2 separate regions of the Rattus norvegicus genome follow, and region 1 is linked to region 2. A link is a contact called in public Hi-C data. All regions are on one chromosome and are shown on one strand. The core of a region is the stretch at or near the end of the contact, and the rest is flanking DNA. Distances in the headings are between cores, read along the strand shown. Region 1 has its middle 5.8 kb from the start of Fbxl4. Region 2 has its middle 210 kb from the start of Faxc.

Region 1 (6,422 bases), core at 3,602-6,101, 260 kb after region 2:
GGCCCATCTCCAAGCTGTTTGTGCTGTTCTGGCAGCTGCAGGCTTTGGAAGGGCAGGAGGCCAGGAGTAGGCGCAAAAAGAAATGAAATGCAGCCGGTAGCAGTTCCTGGCTCCTTGCCCTTTTCTGTTCCATGGCCTGTGTGAGTCATTTAATTTGGAGAGAAAAAAACTCCTATTCAAGAGCAACCAAATCTTTCAGCATTAAAAGTGAAATAATAAACCAAAAGAGAAATAACAAGAAAATCCTGGGTTTTTTATCCTCATTCTTGGTGATATTTTGATGTTCATATAAGAGTAAGGATATGTGTGTGTATGTGAGTGTGTGTGTGTGTGTGTGTGTGTGTGTGTGTATATATATATATATATATATATATATATATATATATATATATAGAGAGAGAGAGAGAGAGAGAGAGATGGTATTCCTGACTGCAGTTTTCCCCTCTATCCTCTTTGTCCAGCACCCCTCTCCTCCCTTTCTCTTCAGAAAAGGGGAGGCATCCCATGGATATCAACTTAGTCTTAGCATATCAAGTGGAGGTATGATTGGGCACATCTTCTATTGAGGCTAAATGAGGCAGCCTAGTAGTGGAAAAAGGGTACCAAAGACAAGCAGCAGAGTGAGAATCAGCTCCTGCTGTTAAAGTCCCATGTGAAGACCCAACTGCACAACTGTACATAAGCAGAGGACTTAGGTCAGTTCCGTACATGCTCCCTCATTAGCAGGTCAGTGTTTCTGGGCCTCTATGGGGCCAGGTTAGCTGATTCTGTGAATTTTCTCGTGGTGTTGCAATGATACTTTTTTTATTTTTAATTCTGTTAACCTGCCGATTTTTAACCAGGAGGGAAACATAAAAGTGAATTTAGAAATAATTTTTCGATATTTTTTAATGATTTTTTAATGATTTTTGAAATAGAGAATTTTCTTTTCTCAAAAGGCACCAGCGAACTTAACAAAGAAACTCTAAACTGGACGTGGTTGCCTAGGTTGAAAGTCCTAGCATTTATAAAGTTGGGGTCTGAGGATAAACTGGACATGGTAGCATAGACTGGTGGGTCCTAGCACTCAGGAAGCTGAGGCATGAGGCATTTTTAAAATAACATTTTCTATTTAATCTTGGAGAACTTTCTAGATGTAAGTAGAGTATTTTGATTTTATCTGCCCCACTCCCTGGACTTCTCTCCATTAGCTCCTCTGTATGCTTCTTCTTTCAAGTTCACCCCCCCCCCCATTTAAACCTACTGAGCCCATTCAATGCTCCCCCAAGAGTGGGGATATCTACTGAAGCATCAACTGACCAGGAGCTACACCTCTATAAAATTGTGGCTCTTCCTCCTCCAGTAACCATCAACTGCAATAGCTCCCCAGTCAGGAGTAAGGCCTCCTGGGCCCCTCCCTACCAATCCTGAATGTTGACCATTGGTCTTATAACAGTCTTATGCATATAACCATAGTGGTTGTGGCTTCGTGAGTGCAATGGCCGTGTAATGTCCAAAAGATTGTGAGTTTCGGAAGTCCGCCATGACCTCTGACCCTTGGCTTCTGCCACCTCTTCATAATAGTCTCTGAATCTTTGAGGGATGGAATATATAGATGGTCGTTTATGTCTGAGCTCTCTATCCCCACTTATGCTGTTTGAGTTCAAAATCAGACTGAGCCATACAGGAAACTTTGTCTAATAGAAAGGAAAACAAACAAACAAACAAACAACAAAAATCCCCAACTCTAAGCAGCAACTATATTCAAAAGATCCTCTTTAAAGATGTATTTATTAGTTTTCCTATATTTTTAAATTTTTATTTTATGTGTGAATGCTTTGCTTGGATGTATATGTGTACCACATACATGCTTGGTGTCCATGGAGGTCAGAAGAGGGTGTCAGGTCCTGAGGGTGCTGAACTAAGGTCCCCTGAAATAGCAACAAGTGCTCTTAACTCCTGAGACATCTTCATCCCCTAAGGAAGCACTTTTTGAGGACCTTCTTTGAGATTATCTTTTTCAAGAGTCACTGAAGACATTCATTTATGTTAAAGACTGTATTGTCAAAGGGTACTGGGCTTAGGGAAAAACTTATAATAAAAGCTCACCATCTATTGTAAAGATTAAGTTACATGTAGCTATATTGAATTGTTTGTGTTAGAATATAAATTGTACTACTTACTTTAAGAATATGGAGAAATATTTTTGACTCAATAACAAGAGCAGGATATACATCTTTGTGTATCAGAGGAGATGAGCAACCCAGATAATCCTGGTCTCCAGAGTTTATTTAAATGAATAGGATATGTTAGCTTGGAGTAGGGGTATTAATAGTTATACAGGGGTACAAATAAATGAGTAAATACTGAAAGTTTGTCAGAATAATCAGTTCTTTTCTATTCTCCTGCCAGGCAGATTAGACTTGTCAATCATGTGTGACGCTTTGGGGTTGATCCTCAGTGATGAAAAGGATCTTCTGATGAGGACAAGACATTGAGGAGAAACTGAAGCTTTTGGTCTGTGTGAGCGTCTATGTTGAAACTGTCCGCTGATCAGTGAAGCTTTAAAGGAGTGGAAAGGCTCTACCTCTTCATTGCTTACCTTGTCTTTCTGAAGAGATGACAGAATTAATGTAGATGCAATGCTTTTAGAAGAGTCATCACATAAAGAAAAGAGAAAGTAGCCGGGCACTCAAGCTTATCCCTCATCTCCATCTACCTCTCTCATATTATTCCCAATCACTGGAAACCTTAATTATGTCTTTAAATGAAGAAAGAGACAGAAAAAGACCGGCAGAAATGAACACTGTACAATCACAATAGGTTTTTGCTTTTCAATATGTTTTATTTCTTTTAGGCCTCTACTAATTTGGCTTATACCTTTATCTGGTTGTTTTAACCCATTTTAGTGACTTTAGGTCATGCTAGTATATGTTAGGAATTGTTCACTAGAAGGTACAAGGAGACCAGCATCCGGGTCTCAGTTTTATAAGCTGCTTGCTGCAAATCTAAATCTCTGTAAATCACCGAGTTGCTTCAGGCTTTTCTCGTGGCTGATAACAATTTAAAAAGTTAAACTAGAATGATCTTGAAGGCTCTACACTGACATTTTGCATTGAAGAGTCTCAATTACTGATCTTCAACATGTGTTAATAAATATTAATAATATTCACCCATTTGCATACTTTTTTATCACTCACAAAGCACTTTCATTTATATGATCTCTTTTAAATTTCTCTAGTGTCTGTGAGTTAGTCACATTTCATAGAAGTGGCAGCAAGCTCCGAGAAGCTATAACTTATCTAGGATCACAAGTTCCTAAGCATGGCAGGGCTGGACAGACAGGGCTCCTGAGAGCATTTCATTTTTTTCTGCCTGTTGCATACAGTTACTCCAAGGTTATGGTAATATGGAAACATGATTAGTTGTTATTGAATTGTAAAGCAATTCGTTATCATTTTCAGAAAGCCATTTTGACTTACAGTTGGAGAACTAGGTATCATTGACAGCTCTGAGGACATGATGTGGACAGTTCTTTTCATTTCGGAGCCTGCTTCTAGGTCTGTAAGAAACGGGTTTGGACTATATGGGCTTGTTTAAAAATGGCTTTCTTCTTGTTGAAAATTTGGATATTCTTAGTAGTTACTATGACTACTTTTTAGGCTAATATCTTGAGAGATTAATATGAAAATGAAAAGCTCTTATGATCTGTATGATGTTGAAATCACAGACTAAATGATTTCTATCAGTGGCTATTACTCATGTTCTCTGGTCATTAATTAGCACCTTAAAAACCCCTATCATTACTGCTTGAATTCTGGTTTTCAACAAGTTAGTTCATTTAAGATTTCACAGGGCCAAACTTGGTGGTGGTGCAGGTCTGTAATCCAAACTACACAGGAGGGTGAAGATGAGGCAGGAAGGTTGCAAACCCAAGTCCTGACAAGGGTACAGAGTAAGTTCAAGGCTAGTTTGGGAAACTTAGAGAGATGCTATGTCAAAATAAAAAGTAAAAGGAAGACTGGATTTCTCAGTTTTAGAGAACTTATCTAGCATCTAGTGTGCATGATGACCTGGGTTCCACACCCAGACATACTCACACACATACATACAGGCACACACACAGGCACACTCACATTCACACACACATGCACAGACCAAGGCACATTAACACACAGGTACATACACATACAGGTACACTCACACACAGGCACACACATAGGAACACACATGCAGGCACACTCTCACACACAGTCACATTCATACACCCAGGCACATACACACACAGGTACACACACACAAGAGAGCTCACAGATTATTTTGGCTGAGTTTTGTGAAAAGCATGTGGCCTTGCATTTTCTAAGAAGTCTTGGTTACAGAGAACAACTAATTGGAACAAATGACAGAAAACTAAGAGGAACTCACTGTGGGGACATTTCATTTTGAGTGATGCCTTTACCATGTAGGATTTTATGGTCACACATGCTCACGATCCCAAAAGGTATCTAACTGATAGACATTTCATGAAGAAGGTCATTTGAGAACAGTGGCGGGGAGGGTGGTGCTTCAAGGGGTCAGGCCAAAGAGGAGTTTTGAACCTGCTGCTTCTGTGTGTGACTCCCCATGGCAGCAGAACATTGTAACTTTTGAAACTAACACGGATGAATCACAACCAACTTGCTGAGCTGGTGACTTTATGCACAATTAAGCCTTGTTGGGATTTTATTTTTAATAGTGCCATTACAGCGTGGGATGCTTTTCAGCTCTGAAAAACATTCCATTTAATAACTAGGCATTAGTTCACACACTAAATCAGGGCAACACTAACTGATAAGCATCACTCCCCCTCCCCCCCCCCTTTGGCCTTATTGTGCCCCTGCCCAGAAAACAAAGCAAGGCCCTTGGGAAGAGAAGTTTCGAGGGAGGATTGCCTGGGTGATGACAATTCCATTTAGTCACAGAACAGAAACTTTGCTCTCAGCTGTTTCTTTTCTTAAACATGAATCAGTCTATTTAACAACCAGCATTTTAAAGAACATTGAAATAAAAAAAAATAGAGCATCATCCCTGGTTTCAAACATTATTACCCCCAACCTCAACACATAGTCCAAAAGAAAAACAAGCAAACAATAACACTAACTACATCTTTGAAAAAAAGCTAGAAATTGAAGAAATTAAAATGTATATAAAAGGACAGGCAAAGAGTGTGCACCAAAAGACATAAAAACGAATGCCAAAAGCAGCAGCTTGTAATAAGTAAATAATATCAAAAACAACAAAACTGCAGGATGTTTATGAAGAATAGGCTATACAGTCTTCTTCTCCTTTTTTTTTTTAACATAAGAGTAACTCAAGAAACCACCACTACACTTAACATGAATTGTTCTCACCAACCTGATGCTAAAAGAAACCATATCAAATAAAATGAGTAATTTATATGATTCCCCATCTACCTTAAGACCAAAAGTTGACATTAATCTGTTAGAAGTCAGAATAGGACCGGAGAGATAGGTCAACAGTTAAGAGCACTTGCTCTTTTAAAGAGGACCTAGGTTCAGTTTCTAGCATACACATGGTGACCAACAACCATCTATAACTCTAGTTCTAGGAATCCTGACAGCCTCCAGTGACTTCCACTGGCAGGAATGCAGGTGATAAAAACACTCTTTTTAAAAAGTCAGAATAACGCTAACACTGGGGGAAAGGCAATGGGAAAAGATCAGAAGGACATATGAGGACTTCTTTTTTATTTTTTATTGGACATTTTATTTATTTACATTTTAAATGTTATCCCCTTTTCTTGTTTCCACTCTGGAAATCTCCTATCTCATCCCCCTCCTCCCTGTTTTTATGAGGGTACTCCCCCACCTACCCCCAACTCCCACATCACCACCTTAGCATTCCTCTACACTGGGGCATCGAACCTTCACAGGACCAAGGGCCTCTCCTCCCACTGATGCCAGATAAAGCCATCCTCTGCTACATATGCAATTGGAACCATGGGTCCATCCTTGTGTACTCTTTGGTTGGTGGTTTAGTCCCTGGGAGCTCTGGGGGATCTGGTTGGTGGATATTGCTCTTCTTTGTATGGGGTTGTAAACTCCCTCAGCTCCTTCAGTCCTTCCCCTAACTCCTCCATTGGGGTCCCTGTGCTCAGTCTGATGGTTGGCTGCAAGCATTTGTATCTGTATTGGTCAGGCTCTGATAGAGCTTCTCAGGGGACAGCTATACCAGGTTCCTGTCAGCACATATTTCTTGGCATCAGCAAGAGTGTCTGGGTTTGGTACCTGCAGATGGACTAGATCCTCAGGTGGGGCAGTCTCTGGAGGGTCTTTCCTTCAGCCTCTGCTCCACTCTTTGTTCCTGTATTTTTTTGGACAGGAGCAATTCTGGGGACTTCTTGCTAGTAATTATCCAGTTTTTATCTGAGGACTTATTATGTG
Region 2 (5,937 bases), core at 3,083-5,582:
GGCTTAACCAGAAAATGATTTGATAAATTAAATAGTTGTGCCAACGAAGACTTTTTCCCACTTGAGGATTCAGAGCAAAGTATTAAAATATTTTATAATAATTAAAAATGCCATCCTAATAATATTTATGAAAATATATTTTTACTATTGTATTCTAAAAATTGGCTTTCGATTTAAGAACCTCAATTTTACATAGCTGGAGAAGCTAGAGACTAAGGAGGAAAGTGATATCTAGGATAAATATATTCTTTTCCTAGTGAAATTATAGACAGTATTATGAAGGTTCTGCCTGATTAACTTCTGATTATAACAGTCTAATTAGAAAAGCCCTTCAGGTAAAATAGGGCAAGCTCTGCGATAACCGGCCGAGAAACAGTTTCAAGTACGGGCGGCTACAAGTGTTTAAGAACATTCTGCTGGGGATCTGAAGAGGAATGCTAAAAGTTAGGCAGATTCTGTTCTCAAAGCATTTGCATTCTGTTGTGGGTCTGCATTCTCTAAGTAGTATACCGTCTATCCACCCATGACCCACCCACCTATCCATAGAGTTTTGATTGAGAAACGCCCTTGTTCCACTTCCAAATAGACTCAGGTATTTGAACACTTGGTCCTTAGTCGATGGTGCTGTTTTGGGGAGGGATGCTATGGAACCTTTAGATACATTCAGGAGGAAGTACTTCTCTTTCTTTTTCCTTAAAAGGATCTATTTATTTATCTATTAACTTATTTTTATGTACGTTAGTGTTTTGCTTGCATGCATGTTGTGTGAGGGTGTCAGATCCTCTGGAACTGGAGTTGCAGACAGTTGTAAGCTGCCATGTGGGTGCTGGGAATTGAACCCTGGTCCTCTGGAAGAATATACAGTGCTCTTACTTGCTGAGCCACCTCTCCAGCCCAGGAAGTGCTCCTCTAGAACAGGCTTTGAGAGTTTATAACAACACCCCCTTCCAGTTTTCTCCCTCTGCTTCCTACATGCAGTTGTGATGTGACCTCTCAGCTTCCGGTTCTTGATACCAAACACTCTCTAACCCTCTGGATCGGTGAGCCAGTATTAAAACTCTCTCTCTCTCTCTCTCTCTCTCTCTCTCTCTCTCTCTCTCTCTCTCTCTCTCCATCCATCCATCCACTCATCCATCCATCCACCTACCTATCTATGTCCACTGCCATCTATCTATGTATCACTCTATCATCTCAATTAAAAGAAAAACAGCTTAATTATTTCATAGTTTCAAAAACAAAAGATAAAACATTAGCCTTGTAATTTTTTTTAAAACTAGTTTTCTAAGTTCTACTATCCTGGAAATTGTACACTGGCTGTTTCTGTACAAATGAAAAAGCAGCATGAATGTTTCCCATGCGTCACCGCTCCACGATCTCTCAGACCAGGCAGTCGCTTCCTGGCACCGTAGGGCCATATAAAACTAATTTATCTCAGTGGTGGCTGGTTTCAGTGTGGCACCATGCCACATAGTCCAGCTATCTTCTAGCCCCAGCCATCTCTCTGCTCCCATAGCTAGTTGCCCTGGCCAGCTGGGAACTCTGGTCCCAGCTATCCAGTAAAATCAAGACCCAACGGTCAGATTTATATGTTAAATACTCAATCTACAATATGTCCACAGAATAATTTCACTGCCAATTAATAAAGATAGAAACTGCCCACCTAGAAAAGATATAAATTGACCTAGACCACCTGGATTGGAATCATCCTCCTCCTCTGTCCCCATCTTTCTTTTTTCGCTCTTCCTCCTCCTCCTCCTCCTCCTCCTCCTCCTCCTCTTCCTCCTCCTCCTCCTCCTCCTCCTCCTCCTCCTCCTCCTCCTCCTCCTCCTCCTCCTCCTCCACCTCTCTCTTTCCTAGACTTTTATCCACCTACCCTTCCTTCTCATCCAATGACTGGCTTCACCTTATCCTGGACCCACCTTGCTGCATAATGACATCATCCTACACTGGCTGTCTGCACTTTGAACTCAGTGACTGACATTGTGATAACTGTTGGCCTGCCCAGGTTTTTTCTGTGCCTGAAAATAACACAGCATTTGCCTGAAGACATCTTTGAGTTATCGTACGAATACAGATGCATTTAAAGACCAATCAGAGGGGAAATACATAGAATGACACAAACAGAATATTGCAATTTATGTCGGACTTTGAACTGGAGTTTATTTTCAGGTCTACCTCAAAAATTTCTACTTGTTTATTCATAGTCTGCTTTGCTCCAAAAATTATTGAAAGTTGGTCTATATCATCTGCTTAGTTCTTAGGTAAAACTCTTTGAGCAAACCAATGACATAGTATAAATTTTGCTGAAAATGTGGCAAACAGCCAACTCACAGAAAATGTAGAGGTGCTGAAATGTCTCGTGATGCTGGAATATCAGCCTCACTGATCCTTATATCGCTAGAGTCTATTAGACTATCTCTTAGGGATCTTTTCTAGATAGGCATCTTAACTGGAAAGTTACCTGGGAGAAATGCCAAATAGATTAATCTGTGTTAATGTGTTATATATCTGATTAATTCGTGTTTGCAGACACTGTTCCTTGGGGGGGTCAGGCCAATTACTTATGAACGGAGTCCTAGGGTGGTTGGACAGGAAGGTGATCCCTCTGCTGTTCTGAGGGCCATTTCTGTGTGGATAAACCCAGTGATTTAAATGGCTGGGGGTCCATGACTCACTTTTTAAATGTATGAAGTACCCTGATTTTACAGGGTTGATGACTAATTCAGGAGATTTAAAAATATTTCATAGTCTTAAAAAAAACCCTCTGGCCACTGTTACTTGTCTATGATTCACCATCCCTCAGTAAGTACTTTGATCATGTTGTTTAGGGACGTCAGGCCCTCCAGTTAGGGATTGCCTTGAGTACAGACTCAGCCTGGATGGAAATGACGTCATGGCTAATGGCTGTATCTAACACTCAGGCTTGTCATTCAGCTCTCAGTCACTCTGACAAAATGCCCCAGTGATACAATGTGGAAGGAGGAAAGACCGGTTTGGCTCACAGCCTTGGAGACTTTAGTCCACGATCAGTTGGCTACGTTGCTTTGGGTCTGTCCTGATGTGGCATATGATGGTGAGATCACATGGCTGCTTACCTCATTACCACCAGAAAGCAAAGAGGGGGGGGGAGGACATGGGTCTCGATATGCCTTTCAAAGTCATTCTCCATCTTCCTTCCCTTAGATGCCCCCTTCTTAATCAATCTGCCAGCAAGGCTGCAGCCTGAAGCCAAGCCTTTAATATGGATCTTTGGGGGATGATTAAGTTTCAGGATGTAACACACAGGCGTGTGATATGGAGCCCAGGGGAAAGACACGAATCCTCTAAACTTGAGTCAGACTCAAAAGAGGAAGAGGGGAAGAAAAAGTATGTCTGAGTTGTTCTGCCTTGTATAGATGCTGAGTAAGGAGGCTTTTGTCAGCTTTGGGAAATAACACTTGTTTCCTTCTATGCAGTCGCTACTGTGCTTTGGAGAACTCTGTGGTTCATTGGTTTGCCAGGTACGCCTGGGGAGAGCAGATACTAGGGTCTTGCCCTACAGTAAGCAAACAAGCCCCCAGTGAGACTTCCTCTTGGTTCTCAGCCAGAGGATTAGGAACAGCAAGAAGAAACACAGGAGTGCACTTAGAAGACTATGTTTTTGGCACTGCAGTCAGCCAACAGCTGGCCTTCAGGAGAAATGCAATCCTTTAATGCGGAACCAAAAATAGAATTTTTCAAACAGGTCCCGAGAGCACATGGTGGCAGTCTGGCACTTAATATGAGGAGATGATGTGGAATCCTGGTTCAGAACAAATTAAGGACCCCAAAGTGACCTTGACAAGTGGAGTCCTATATCAGAGCCGGTTGGGGTGTTAGGGAAAGTAGGGGTAGTCCATACGAGGGAGGGATTGGAGTGACTAGCACTTCCCAAGTGGCCTTTTTAAAAAAACGGAAGACAATAAGCAACTTCTCCCTTCTTTCCCCATATTCTCTCTCTCTCCTCTCCCTCTTTCTTTCTCTCTTTCTCTCCCTCCCTGCCTTCTTCCCTTCCTTCCTCTCCTTCTTTTCCTCTTGCTTTTTTCTCAAAGGCTGGTCATTAGGGGGAGCTCTGGGCTTGGCTAAGATCCATAGGTGCCTTAGCCCAGCCAGTCACATCTGAAATGTCGTTGGGTGCACATTCCCCTTCATGCCAGGCCTTTCCTTCGCAGCAGAAAGTGGTTGCTTTTGGATAGTATTTCAGGGATGTGGGCAGAACAAAAGAGAAGCAGTTGGTGTTGGTTTGGGCCTTCAGAACAAGAGGAATCTTTGTTGGGAAACTAGGATGTGGGAGTATGAGAGGGAACATGTGGGAGCTATGAGAAGCAGAAGAGCGAAGAGAGATCCCATTCTTAGGAGGACTCGGCAGACACATGACTTATGCCTGTCTGACAGAGGCTGACTTATTTCCTCCTACATTTGTTTGTTGCAGACATTGATCATATTCAGAGGTCAGCCACCGTTGTAGCAGCTGACCAGAATGTTGCTACAGACCAATAAGGGCGGCCAGCGGTTTTACCATATCAACAGTCAATAGTTTTATTGCATTCTTTATGAGTGTAAAGAGTGACTGCATCTGCACTAAGACTTTCATAGGATTCTTTCAGATTGTGCTTCCGGGTTTGACATTTTGATTTCATTCTCAGTGAGGACAATAATCTGGAGACTCAAGTAGGGTCTGTAAGAGTTCTTCATCCCACAGAAACACCCTGTGTGTGGCCATTGGAACGAGGAGGATTCCAGGGCTGGCAGCCCTCCACACTGCCTTTTGTGAGCAGAGTAAACAACACTGCTTATTTTCATTCTTATCAGGGGAAAATGGCAGAGTAAAGGAGCTAAATATTCTGCCTTACCACTGGTTTTATTAAGCAAGTAAACCACAACAAAATCTTTGGGCAAATGTTCCTCAAAGTCCTGGTATTTTAGGACCACCTCTGTTTTTCCTGAACAGTAAGATCAGCAACACTTTGTGGGTATTGGGGTGGGTAATAACATTTCCTTGAAGTACTTTGGAGTAGTGAAAGTCGTTTCAAAGGACGTTGATTGCCATGCAGTGATTCTACTTTCCTATTTAGGGTTTTGGAAGCAGCTGATGGGTGACATAAGTCTGGCAAGCCAGGGCGAGTGCTGTGAACTGGCGGTTCAGTCCATGTGACCACAAGCCACAGCAAACCCTCGGAATGAGACGGGCACTCTGACCAATGCAAGGAACGGAGAGGTTGATTTGTGTCTTTAGAGAGGTATAATTTAGGTGCCTTTTGGGCTTCCACAGAGGCAGTGTTAGCTTGCATGTACGTGTATGCTGTATGTCCTCATGTATGTGGATACCTGTGTGCTGGTGCATGTACCCATATGTGTGCCTGTAGCAGACAGAGGTCAACACCAGGATGTCTTCATTGATTTTTACTTGATTTTTTTTTGTTTTTTGTTTTTTTTTGTTTTGTTTTGCAACAGGATCTTTTCATTGAACCTGAAGCTTGTCTTTTGGCTTATGCCTGTCTCTCCTCTCTTGTGCTGGGGTTATCAGTGCTAGCCTATGGCCACACCCACTTTCCTTTCTTTTTCTTCTTAAAAAGGATCCTGGGAATCTAAACTCAGATGGGTGCTTGTGCACATCAAATACTTTACCAGTTGAGCCATCTCTCCAACAAGCCCAATGTTATGTTTTCAAAAAGTGATGATTTGTACACTAAATGTTCAGAACTACTGTCTTAGAGACTGTGGTGGTTTGAATAAAAATGCCCCCCCACCCCCCGTAGGCTCACAGGGAGTGACTCTACTAGGAGGTGTGGCCTTGTGGGAGTAGGTGTGGCTTTTTCAGAGGAAGTGCATCTCGATAGGCATTACGATCTCAAATGCTCAAGCCAGGTCTAGTGTGACATTCACTTCCTGTTGCCTATCTGGATGTAGAACTGTATG

What was found. Hi-C and Micro-C count contacts between places; a contact is called where the count stands out from the background.
Region 1: a contact with region 2 is called in a Hi-C map of Schwann cells, with 3 times the contacts expected there. The contact joins two enhancer-like sites.

The regions. Positions count from the first base shown.
Region 1 is chr5:40,743,525-40,749,946 of GRCr8, forward strand. No RefSeq gene overlaps it. Among named protein-coding and RNA genes, the nearest start is that of Fbxl4, 5.8 kb to the right of the region's middle. Within about 2 kb of position 4,852, at least 2 of the 93 cell types and tissues checked have an H3K27ac peak or open chromatin away from gene starts, as enhancers often do. A contact at or near this core is called in Schwann cells, where this site is marked.
Region 2 is chr5:40,481,934-40,487,870 of GRCr8, forward strand. No RefSeq gene overlaps it. Among named protein-coding and RNA genes, the nearest start is that of Faxc, 210 kb to the left of the region's middle. Within about 2 kb of position 4,333, at least 3 of the 93 cell types and tissues checked have an H3K27ac peak or open chromatin away from gene starts, as enhancers often do. A contact at or near this core is called in Schwann cells, where this site is marked.